Regions from separate parts of the Gossypium hirsutum genome. Here region 1 is linked to region 2. A link is a contact called in public Hi-C data. All regions are on one chromosome and are shown on one strand. Each heading gives the region's core, a stretch centred on a gene start, on an enhancer-like site or on the middle of the called end of the contact. The rest is flanking DNA. Distances are from core to core; before and after follow the strand shown.

The links. A called contact is a pair of places that touch in the nucleus more often than the background predicts.
Region 1: a Hi-C map of leaf shows a contact between it and region 2, with 1.5 times the contacts expected there. The contact joins the promoter of LOC107917792 here to the promoter of LOC107916525 in region 2. A contact is called at or near these places in 2 of 34 Hi-C or Micro-C datasets (both in leaf).

Annotation. Positions count from the first base shown.
Region 1 is chrA01:10,945,780-10,951,430 of Gossypium_hirsutum_v2.1, reverse strand. LOC107917792 (polyubiquitin) reads right to left here and starts at 1,724. Exons shown (of 2, transcript XM_016847108.2): 1 at 1,528-1,724; 2 at 1-882. The coding sequence starts at 882.
Region 2 is chrA01:10,746,953-10,752,656 of Gossypium_hirsutum_v2.1, reverse strand. It overlaps LOC107916525 (pentatricopeptide repeat-containing protein At4g04790, mitochondrial), which reads left to right and starts at 3,526. Exons shown (of 15, transcript XM_041076062.1): 1 at 3,526-3,879; 2 at 4,188-4,235; 3 at 5,602-5,704. The coding sequence starts at 3,621.

The DNA.
Region 1 (5,651 bases), core at 475-2,974, 200 kb before region 2:
GGTAGATTCCTTTTGAATGTTATAGTCTGCAAGGGTTCTGCCATCTTCAAGTTGTTTCCCAGCAAAAATTAACCTCTGCTGGTCTGGTGGGATGCCCTCCTTGTCCTGAATCTTGGACTTAACGTTATCAATTGTATCAGAACTCTCCACCTCTAAAGTGATGGTTTTTCCAGTGAGCGTTTTTACAAAGATCTGCATGCCACCCCTAAGACGAAGGACAAGGTGGAGGGTAGACTCTTTCTGGATGTTGTAGTCAGCAAGGGTGCGGCCATCCTCCAATTGTTTTCCAGCAAAGATAAGCCTCTGTTGGTCAGGAGGGATACCTTCTTTGTCTTGGATCTTGGCCTTGACATTATCAATTGTGTCGGAGCTTTCCACTTCAAGGGTGATTGTCTTGCCAGTAAGAGTTTTGACAAATATTTGCATGCCACCCCTGAGACGAAGCACAAGGTGGAGGGTAGACTCTTTTTGAATGTTGTAGTCAGCAAGGGTGCGACCATCTTCCAGTTGCTTACCGGCAAAGATAAGCCTCTGTTGATCAGGAGGGATCCCTTCCTTATCCTGGATCTTAGCCTTGACATTATCAATTGTGTCGGAGCTTTCAACCTCAAGGGTGATTGTCTTGCCAGTGAGGGTTTTCACGAAGATCTGCATGCCACCCCTGAGACGAAGGACAAGATGGAGGGTGGACTCCTTTTGGATGTTGTAGTCAGCAAGGGTACGGCCATCCTCAAGCTGTTTCCCAGCGAAGATAAGCCTCTGTTGGTCAGGGGGGATCCCTTCCTTGTCTTGGATCTTGGCCTTGACATTATCAATTGTGTCGGAGCTTTCCACCTCGAGGGTGATGGTCTTACCAGTAAGAGTTTTCACAAAGATCTGCATCTGTTGTGTCGACAAGAAACACAGATTTACTTCGCATGAACGAAATTATAACATTTTTTGAAGAGCAAAAAACTAAAAGTAGAGTAGAAGCAACCAAGATCAAATTCTGGATAGATTATACCTACATATAAAGTTGAAATAACACCTTACACCACAAATTATGAATAATACATCAAGCAATTAAAAACCGAAATCAACAATATTTATTTCATACAATCTACCAATCGAATAACATGAACAATAACATCCAATTTGGGCCGACCACCCAACTTAGACTCACCAATAAATAGCACAAAATCAACGGATCGATAACATAAAAAAATTACAGTCATAAGAAAGAAATAAAATTCAATTATACTTAGATCCAGAAACTAGATCAGCAATAAACGATGAAACCCTAATATTAACAATCAATTATACAGCCAAAGCAACCGAGGATTTATGATCTTGAATTCGAAAAAATAAGAGATAATTATACAAACAGATGCTAATATTTATCTCAAAACCGATCGAATTGAAGAAATCAACAAGATCGAAATCCTTAATAAATCGAACAAAAATATACCCAAAAAAAGTTCAACGACAACAATTAAAAAGAAAATCAAGAATCGAGAGAAGGAAAAGAAGATGAAAACAAAAGAATACCTTTCGCGAGGGATTTGTAATCGAAAGCTTTGAACAAATATTAAAAGAAAAGACGATTGTGAACTTGATGCGAAATTAGGAGGAAAAACGTAGATTTATAAGAGGAGATTGCCGACTTAATGAGGAAAAGTACGGAAAAGAGGAAGCCACGTGTTATGTAGAATTTTGGATCACCTTGGATTACACGCTAAGATTGGTCTTTCCTTTGACCAAGAGATTTAAGAAAGGTAGATATTTGCCTTTAAGACGACGCTGCCGTTTATGGCTTTTCTTTGCTCCCAAAAAATACTAGAATCTTCTAGAATTATTTTCAAAATTAAAGTAGTTTTGTGGTTTTTTATGAATTATAGGAGAAGGATAAATTCTTAATAGTAAGATGAGCAGTACGACTCCAATCTTATTTACAACTATAAATATCTTATCATCAAATCAGTAAAAATTTTAATAATTTTTTTAAAATATATGCTTTTTAAGGTTACCTCACATTTAAAGAGATAAATAAGGAATAAAATCTCAACATAAAATATTTAAAAAATATATTAATAATGGGATCACTATTAATATAGTTTAAACTTAAATTTAGTATAGTTGAATTTTATATGTTTATAGCTCATCTTACACAAATTTCGACATGATTATATGTGTCATATTTTATTTATTTATAACGATTTTTAACATATTTTAATTTATTTCATAATTTGAACAGTGAATCATAATTGTAGGACTCAAATTTTGCCCCAATCCAACAAACAGAGTCCAAAATATTAAATAAGTTAATAGTCTAATTAGCACCCTACCAAACCAACCACTAACTCCATCACCCCACTTACTACTAACTCCATCACTCTACTTGTCTGCAAAAAGAAAGAGGCAATCGGTTAGCAAACAAGTTGTAAAATTTAGCTATAAAAGCCATTCAAAACCTTTGTAATAGGGGGTTCTGTTTTTTGGAGAAAAAAGGAGAGAGATTCAAATACAAGAAAAAAAGAGACTTTCAATACAAGGAATACACGAGATTAGTCAAAAATCAAAGCAAAAGATGTGTTTTTTTCGTTTATTCTCATTTTAAGTTCTTTGTTTATTTTATTTTATCTTTCAATTTTATTTTGTTTTTTTACATACGAAAGTAAAAATAAAAGGGAGGAAGCTTATCCATTTTGAAATTGCCGAAAAAAGATTTTTTTTAGGTCCGGCCGCCATGTACGGTGGTGCTGAGGACGGTGCGTGGAGGTCCGGTGACCGGAACAAGGCCGGACCGATAATTTAGAAGGGAGGTGGAGAGTATTATTTTTAATATTATTTTTATTTTTATTCTTATTACTTTTACTATTATTCTATATACTATTATTGTGTTCTTTTATTATTATTAGTAGTAGTAGTAAGTAATAGTGTTTTTATTATTTCATTATTATTTTTTACCTTATTATTATTATTATTATTATTAACCTACTATTATTATTTTTATTAATATAGTATTATTTTTTATATTGTTATTATTATTAATGTATCATTATTATTTTCTATTTTATTATTATTTTTATTTTTATTGTTTCTATTATTATTATTTTCATTACTTCTATTATTATTATCGTTATTTTCTATTATTATTAATATGTCGTTTGTTTATTATTATTATTATTTTTAACACTATTATCATCATTATATTAATTTTTTTAATATTATTACCATTATATTTATTATTATCATTACTATTATTTTTATTATTTGTCCTATTTTTAAACTATTTCATTCAATATTTTGTTGTACATGTGTTTATTTACCCACTCCCGATTTAAATTAAATTTTCATTCGAATTTTCTTTGTTATTCTATTTTTTATCTTTATATTATTTTATTTATTATTATTTTTGTCTGAATTTTTCAAGTAAAGACAATATTCGATACTTGAAAATTCGAGAGATCGTGTCCAAATGTACTGGGTTTCAGTTTTTCATTTGATCTAAGTAATCAATTATCCTTTTAAATTAAAATACATGAGTTTTAAATAAAATAAAGGCAATATTTTGTATTTAGAAATTTGAGTAGTCGTGCCCTAACATACTGGGTTTCGATTTTCCGTTTGATTTAAATATCCGAATATCCTTTTTAAAATTTAAATACATGAGTTTTAAATGAAATAGAAGACAAGCTCATACTCGAGGGTCGGGGTGTTGTGTCCTAACGTACTGGATATAACATTTTACCTTGAGATGAAACGGTCCTTGACATACGTTTTAAGTCATCCAAATACTTTAAAAAAGCATTAACATTAAAGGGGATCGTATTTAAACTCCTTTCAAATTTTCAATTTTCGACATTAAGACACTGAATAATCAATTAGGTACTAAATTTGGGCGTGACGAGGGTGATAACCCTTCCTCGCACGTAATAGACTCCCGAACCTGTTTTTCCAATTTTCGCAGACCAGAATAGTTGTTTTGATAAATCAATCTATTTATTGAAAAACGGCCATGTTTTGAGATGACCCGATCACACCTCATAAAAAAGGATCAATGGCGACTCTAAACTTTCGTTTTAAATAGTCGATTCTCATTTTTCAGAAAAATAGTTTCGACAGCTTGGCGACTCTACTGGGGACCAATAAAAGAGTCAAGCCGTAAAATTGATTATTTTCTGTCCTTTTGTCAAAAAATTGAAAATTTAGTTTTAAACATACGATCCTCTCATTGCATTTCATTGGTGTTATGGTTTTCATCATTTTATTCATGTTTTTTGTATTTCGAGCTTTTATACCCCCTCGCATTGCATTGCATGACCGTTGGTCACGCCCTTTTAAGTGGGAGTGAGAAACTACGCATTCGTGAGGTTTTCACCTCCGCATGGGATAGTGGACCGCTTTCGGGATACATCCGTACCTATGTCTTCGTGAGATTTTCATCTCCGCATGGCTATAGGAAAATGTATTCCCTTGAACTGAACTCGGTCCATATGAACCTATAATAGGGGAGGATCGAGGAATCTGCCGGTTCAGGTACTCTTCCCTTAGAGCTGAACTGCATATAGAGAGCCCTAATAGCCTACCCTAAGTAGAGCCACACCAAACCCTAGTGGTTACTCGGATAGGTGCTCTATTCTGGTTATTTATTTCTCTTATGCTAACATGTTTTCTTTTGTCTTGATTGCATTGCATTTTCATCATAGAAAAAATGTGTTGATTTACATTCAGTTGCTAAATAAAGAGCTTGTCATGGAAAATGAATTTCTTAATAAAGCGGAATACAATACAGCCGTCCGAATATAGTCCGAGTAAACACGACAAGAGAAGGATGAGAGTCCGCAGAGAAGTACACTACTTGGCTTCAAGATTCAAGCCAACAAAGATTATTCTAGAACCGTCAACATCTCGGCTTACTTAAAGAAGCTGACGAGCATCACGAGGATGAGTGAGCAAGGAGTCGCAGCCCAGATCAAGCAAAAAGGAGATAATTCACAAGATTTGATTTTAGCATCCAAATATGAAGAAAAAAATCGATGTCTTCGCCTAGTGTATACGGGCAAGGCCGTACATGTTTTCGCTTTATGTAAAGATATTTGTTATCTACAAAAGTTGTACTAACAGAATTGAACTAGAATCAACGTCTCTTTTTGCATTCATTTCATGCATTTGCATTGCATTTTATCATATGCATTGAGTGTCACAAAAGGGCCCTAATTAGTTAAAAAACTATTTCAGTTAATCTGGAAACCGATAAAAACCTACCAAGTGCGCATCTTTACTATACATGAAGAAAAACTAGAGCAATGGATGAAAAACTGGAAAGGTTGGAACCAATGCAAAAGGAAATGCAAGAACAACTAGCTAAGATCCAACTGGATTTGAGGGACCAAATATTAAAATCCCAAAATAACATGATGAACCAATTGACATAGTTGTTGACTTGGGGGCAAGAAAAAGGAAAAAGCCTTATGGTCAATACTGGGAATGATAATGAAGATCTTTATTACCCCCGGGTTTTACCTCGACAAATGTTTAGACACAACCTGAGGTGTATACACGAAGGCCATCTGTTACAATCAAGCCCCAACAATTTCAGGCTGGTGATTCGGCTCCTATGAATTACCAAGTCGGCTCAGGCTCTAATCCGGAGAATAACCTAATTAATC
Region 2 (5,704 bases), core at 2,277-4,776:
CGGAGTTGATTGCGCGCCTAGAGATAGGGTGACAAGATTTTGTCGGATTAGGGTGAAACCTAATAAGGGGATCCATAGATCGAGTTAATGCAACCCTAGGGTGTTAATTAGAGAAAAGTCTCAATTATTCAATCTAGGATTTAGACGTTATTAGTCTTGAATAGGGATAATAACATAACTTAGGGATCTCTACGAAACAAGTTAAATGAATAAATCGTCCGATTCAGAGTCAGAATAACAAGTGAAGTTTATGTGGATTCTTCCTTAGGTATTGTCTTAATTCAATCTTTTTCCAAAAGTAATCCCCCAATTCTATTTTCTGTGAATTCTTAGTTTAGTTAATTAGTTAGTTAAAATAAACCCCCTTATTCTTGGGCTAGATAATAAAAAGACAGTCATTACTAGTACTTTTAGTTCCTTTGGGTTCAACAATCCGGTCTTGCTAAAACTATACTACAGTTCGATAGGTACACTTGCTTACATCATGATAAGAGTTAGTTTCAAGAACGATTAATTATAAATTTATAAAACTTATCACACAAAATCATGGATCACACGTCAATGTGCCTTTTTGAAAAGTTCTAAAGCGTGATAGGAACATCACCTCTCCAAGCCAAACATAGACCTCTTCTAGATCCGTCGGGATCCACATCAATGCCATTAGCAAGACCACAGCTTCTTTGCACTCATTCCATCTGAATTTTATTTATCTTTGTCTCCATGAAGAAGACCATTTGGGGATTATATGTCTTCAGCGTATGCCAAAGTCTACGAATTGTCCGTGGGTTCCCCAAACCACAGACATTCTAATTTAAAATTTTCATTGCGATCGGTCGGCTTGCCTTTTGGCAGCCGCTGATGATAAAAGGGTATTGTCCAACAATCTCTTACTTCTTGCAGTTGCAATATTGCCTTCTTCTCTTATTGTTTGGTCTTCACTTTCCCCCTAGGCCTTTTTTTTCCTTCCTATCCAATTTGCGCCCTTTATTCCAAATCATGTTCTATTATAGAATGGGATTGTTTGGCCAATAAGTTTCCCTCCCATTGTGAAGAAGAGGGCCAATTACCTTCCAAATTAATCCCTAGAATAGGGTCGATGGATACTCCAATTTCTGACTTATTCCACATTCCCCATGGCCTATTTTCTGAATTGCATCCGGCTAAGAGGCTTTCGCCTGTGTCATCTTCTCCATCTTCATGTAACTAGATACTATTCATTGCTAAGGCTCTTTTGGATTGAGCTCGCAAAGACAAGTCCCTGCCCATTACTGCCACTTCCACCCCTAACGCCATTTTTGCCTCACAAAAGGAATCACTGTGACCCACTCGGCCATAATAGAAACAGAAAAGAGTCATCCTCTCATATTTGAATCTAACATATGAACAATTCCCTAAGAAACAAACCTGCTTTTTCCTTTTTAATGTGTGACGGACATCCCATTGAACTCGAATTCTCATAAAATTCCTCTTACCTTTCCCTAGATCTGAGTTATCATACTCCATAAATTTTCCCAAAAAATACCCTAATTGCCTTGCCAAATTCTCATAAAAAAACCCCATTGGAATAGTATGGATCTGTACCCAAAACGGTGAAAAGATTAAAGGGATTTTCAATGGGTCTTCCCCCCACTGTAGTGGATGTAGAATCAATAAGTGATTATTAAAGGTCCATGGGGAACCCTTCAAAACTCTGTCCATATCCATAGCATGAAAAAATTGAAACAGAAAACGTTTTTCCTTTAGATCTTGGATCTGAACGCCTCTAACTGGGTGCCATAAATTTGCCATGGTGCTTTTCATTGCTGGGAAGTAAATAATGCTGGCTGTTAAAAAAATCCCACCAGTCGAAAAGTTCTTTCTTCCTTTTCTAAATTCGACTTAACTTGTGCTTGTAAAACTGCTTCTTCTTCTTCTTCAACCGTTAATTCAGCAAATTCTTTTTCCATGATTGCAGGCTTGAGATTCAACCACTATATGCATGTTGTCCTGATGGATGAGAGTAGATTCTAATAGACGGCTGCCGCCAAGATTGACTTTAAATAGAAGAACCCAAAAAACTTAAGAGCATGCTAGAGAGGTAGGCAAATTGCGTGCTAGGGTAGCAGACTACTAAATTTAATCTTTTATAGCCATTTTAATTTTTTATTTAATGTAAAATTTTCAATAAAAAGGTGTTTGAATAAGATAAATAGATAGTCAGTCACTTATTAGTTAATGTAGAAAATATTAAGTCAATTTTATTTTATTAAAAAATTGAAATAAATTATGTTTTTTAAAATATTCAAATTATCATATTTATCATTCATCCAAAACTATCCAAAATAATATAAAATATTATATTAATAAGATTAAAAATTTAAAAATTTAAAAATTAATATTTACTTTTATCAAACAACATAATTATATTCTGTAGTTATATTTATTAATTTATCAAACAATTTTCTAATATAAATTGAACACTTATAAAATTTAGTAGTAAAAATTCAATAAATAATTTTTCAACACTTAAAATTTTAGTTTATCAAACACAACCTAAATTAATTTAGTTAACAGGCTTAATTTTATTTTTGGACAATTTAATCAAAACCTAATTAATTAAAATTAAATCAAATCGTCTGTATGTGGATCATCTTTTAATAAAATCCCTTTTAATTAAAAGAAAAACAAGCTCTTACTTGGAGCCCAAAGTCGTGCAGAAAAGCTAGGTTTTTTCCCTAAGCTATATATTAAAAGATCATACATAACAAGGGGATTGTTGATTTTTCTTGCCCAAAACTGGGACTCATTTCTTCTTCTAATATTAAGTTGAAGCATATTGCATACTAGAATCGACCAAAGTTGGATTGGTAATTTACGACAATTTTCGGTTAGGGTATTATTCGCCATAGCTAAATACAGGGTTTGTTGTTTTTAGGTTCTTTATTTTCATTACGGATCCACAATGCTTATTATTTATAGGTTCTTTATTCTCGCTTCGAATCTATTAACAAAGATGATTGCACTGGATAGACCTTGAAGCCTTTTGAAAGCTCTAGCTCTCATTTGTATGGCCTGCATTAGAGGCAAAACATTTGGATTGTGGGTTATTTTGGTAGAATTGACCCGATTAAATTAATCTTTTTATTATTAAATAGATTAAAATAGCCTTCGTATTATTAAAAACAATCAAATAATTTTAAATAGGAATAGAGTTAACATTTACTATTTAAAAAATTATTTATTGTTTAACATAGTTAATATTTTAAAAATTTTTATGCTTTTATAAATAAAATCTTTTATTTAAAATTGAGAAGTAATTGAAAAAAAATAATTTTCCAAATATTTTTATACAACAAATATTAACTTTGTTATAATTTAGACTTATTAGATTATTTTTAATAGTATAAAGATTAAATTGATCTATTTTATAATAAAGGTACTAATTTGATCTCCTCCTTATAATGCAACACCTCCTAAGTAATTTAATCCTATCTCTTGACATATTACATATATTCTAATTCTATTTATATACTTATTATAACTCAAATTTTAAGATGCTCCCAAAAGCCCAAACCCTTTCACCTTCAGCCTTCAGCCTCCAGCCTTCAGCCTTCATGTGAGCTCCAAAACCTCTGTATCAAATGACCGCTTCTAAAGCCAAAACCCTTAGCTCCTTATTTAAAACCGCCGTTAAAAAGGCCACTAAAGAGTCCTCCTCTTTACCCTCCGGTGACAAACCCCTAAAACAGTTCGTCTTGTCGCTTGACACCTCATCAGCCGTATCCTCATCCCCATCCACATCATCCGGTTCATTCAGAATACGTTCACTTCAACCTACCAAGAATCCCGCCAATGATGGTAGCCTTCAGAGCTGGTTGCTACAACCTGCTTCAACTTCTGGTTTGTTTTTTAATGTTTAACGTTTTCTTTTTCCTTTGGTTTTCTGGACTCTGGGTTTTGTTTTTTGTATTGTTTTAGTTCCTGGTACTGAAGAATTTAATGAAAATTTTCGTCTTTAAGTGAAAATCGTAGTTTTTTTTATTGGATTCCGGTATTTAAGAATTCGTTGAACTCTGTTGTTTTAATTGAAATATATATTTCTGGTTTTGTTCTGTGTCGGTTTAGTTGTGGTCTGGCGGAGAATTGAGTGAAATGTGTCATTTTTAAGTGTAAAATCTGAAGTCTTGATTTTACCGTGGTTAATGCAGAGAATTCAATCGGGGGGTTCACAGATGAGCTACATTCTATATTATGTAGTAAGTATTCATTAGTCATAGATTCATAGCATGCCAGTTATGTTCCTTCAGCTTATTTTGAGAAACATAAGGATAAAAAAAGGTGAAATTTGAATGTGTTTTTATATTCCTGGTCTGATGTTACACATTTGGAAACTTATTTACTTGATTTAGTCTTGAGAAAAGTTATTTACTTAATAAGAGATTGTACTTGCAAATGGATAGCAATCAAGAAGAATGTTTTTCTCTATGTGAATGCAATATGCATATACATACATGTATTCATATATGCATGTATGCATAAATAACTTGCACGGATTTTGAGTAAGTTGCTATTATCATTTAATTTAAAATTGCACTTGCATGTAGATAATTGTTTCAAGTAGAATATGCTCTTTAATTAGCAAGTACATGGTTAGGAACCTGAAGTTTTCAGTTATCTTTCTAAATAGCTAAATTTAAAAGTTTTTTTTTTCTTTCTATATTTTATTTTGGGAAAAGGAAAAGCAGTTTTAGTTCATTCATTGTGGATTAAATCATGTATTATATTCTGCGTGCAGCTGGTCCTGCAGAAAGTTCAAAGGATATCGAAAAAATGATGGATAATGGGAGTTCTTTAGGGAGAGTATTAAACATACCCTGGCTTTCAAATGCGTCTAACTATAACATATCCTTTAGGAGGAAAGAACTTTCACGTGAAAGGAAGCAGAAATGGGTGTTCAAGAAAACCCAGTCTGGTCGATTTAATCGGTTAATAAAGATGTGTGGAGATAAATTGGGCACAAAAGCTACTATAGAGTTTTTTGATAAAATGGGAAGAGATACTGGTTTGAAAGAGTACAATGCTCTAATAGCAGTTTGCCTGGAGAAGGCTAGGACCAGCAATGATGAAGATGATGCTTTAGAACATATGTCTGAGGCTTTTAAGACTTTTAAGAAAATGAGGGAACGGGGATTTCAGGTAGAGGAGGGCACATACGGTCCATTCCTTATGTATTTTATTGACATGGGTATGGTAGAAGAGTTCTTTTTTTTCTGTGGACCTATCAAAGAAGGGAATCCGAGTTCTGTTACTAGGTTAGGTTACTATGAGATGCTGTTGTGGATAGGAGTCAATAATGAAGAAAAGATCCAAGAACTTTGTAATTGTATTGTAGCTGCCGATGAGGAAGATGATTTTAAATTAAAAGGTATGGAGCTAGGTTCAGATGTCTGTATCATTTTTTTTAGTTATTATCTAATGATTTTAATTTGAATATATCCACTTTATTTGCCAATCAAGCTTTTTCTTTTCCTCCTTTTTTCTGGTACGTTTTTCATCTTATGCAATCAAGGGGGCCAAAATTTTACCATTACTGAGTTTGCAACATTTTTTCCCATCTTACAGAAAATTATTTGTTAGCACTTTGTGAAAGTGGAAGGAAGGACATCATGCAACTTTTAGAGGTTATTGATATAACAAGAATTTCATCTGTGAACGTAGCTGCAAA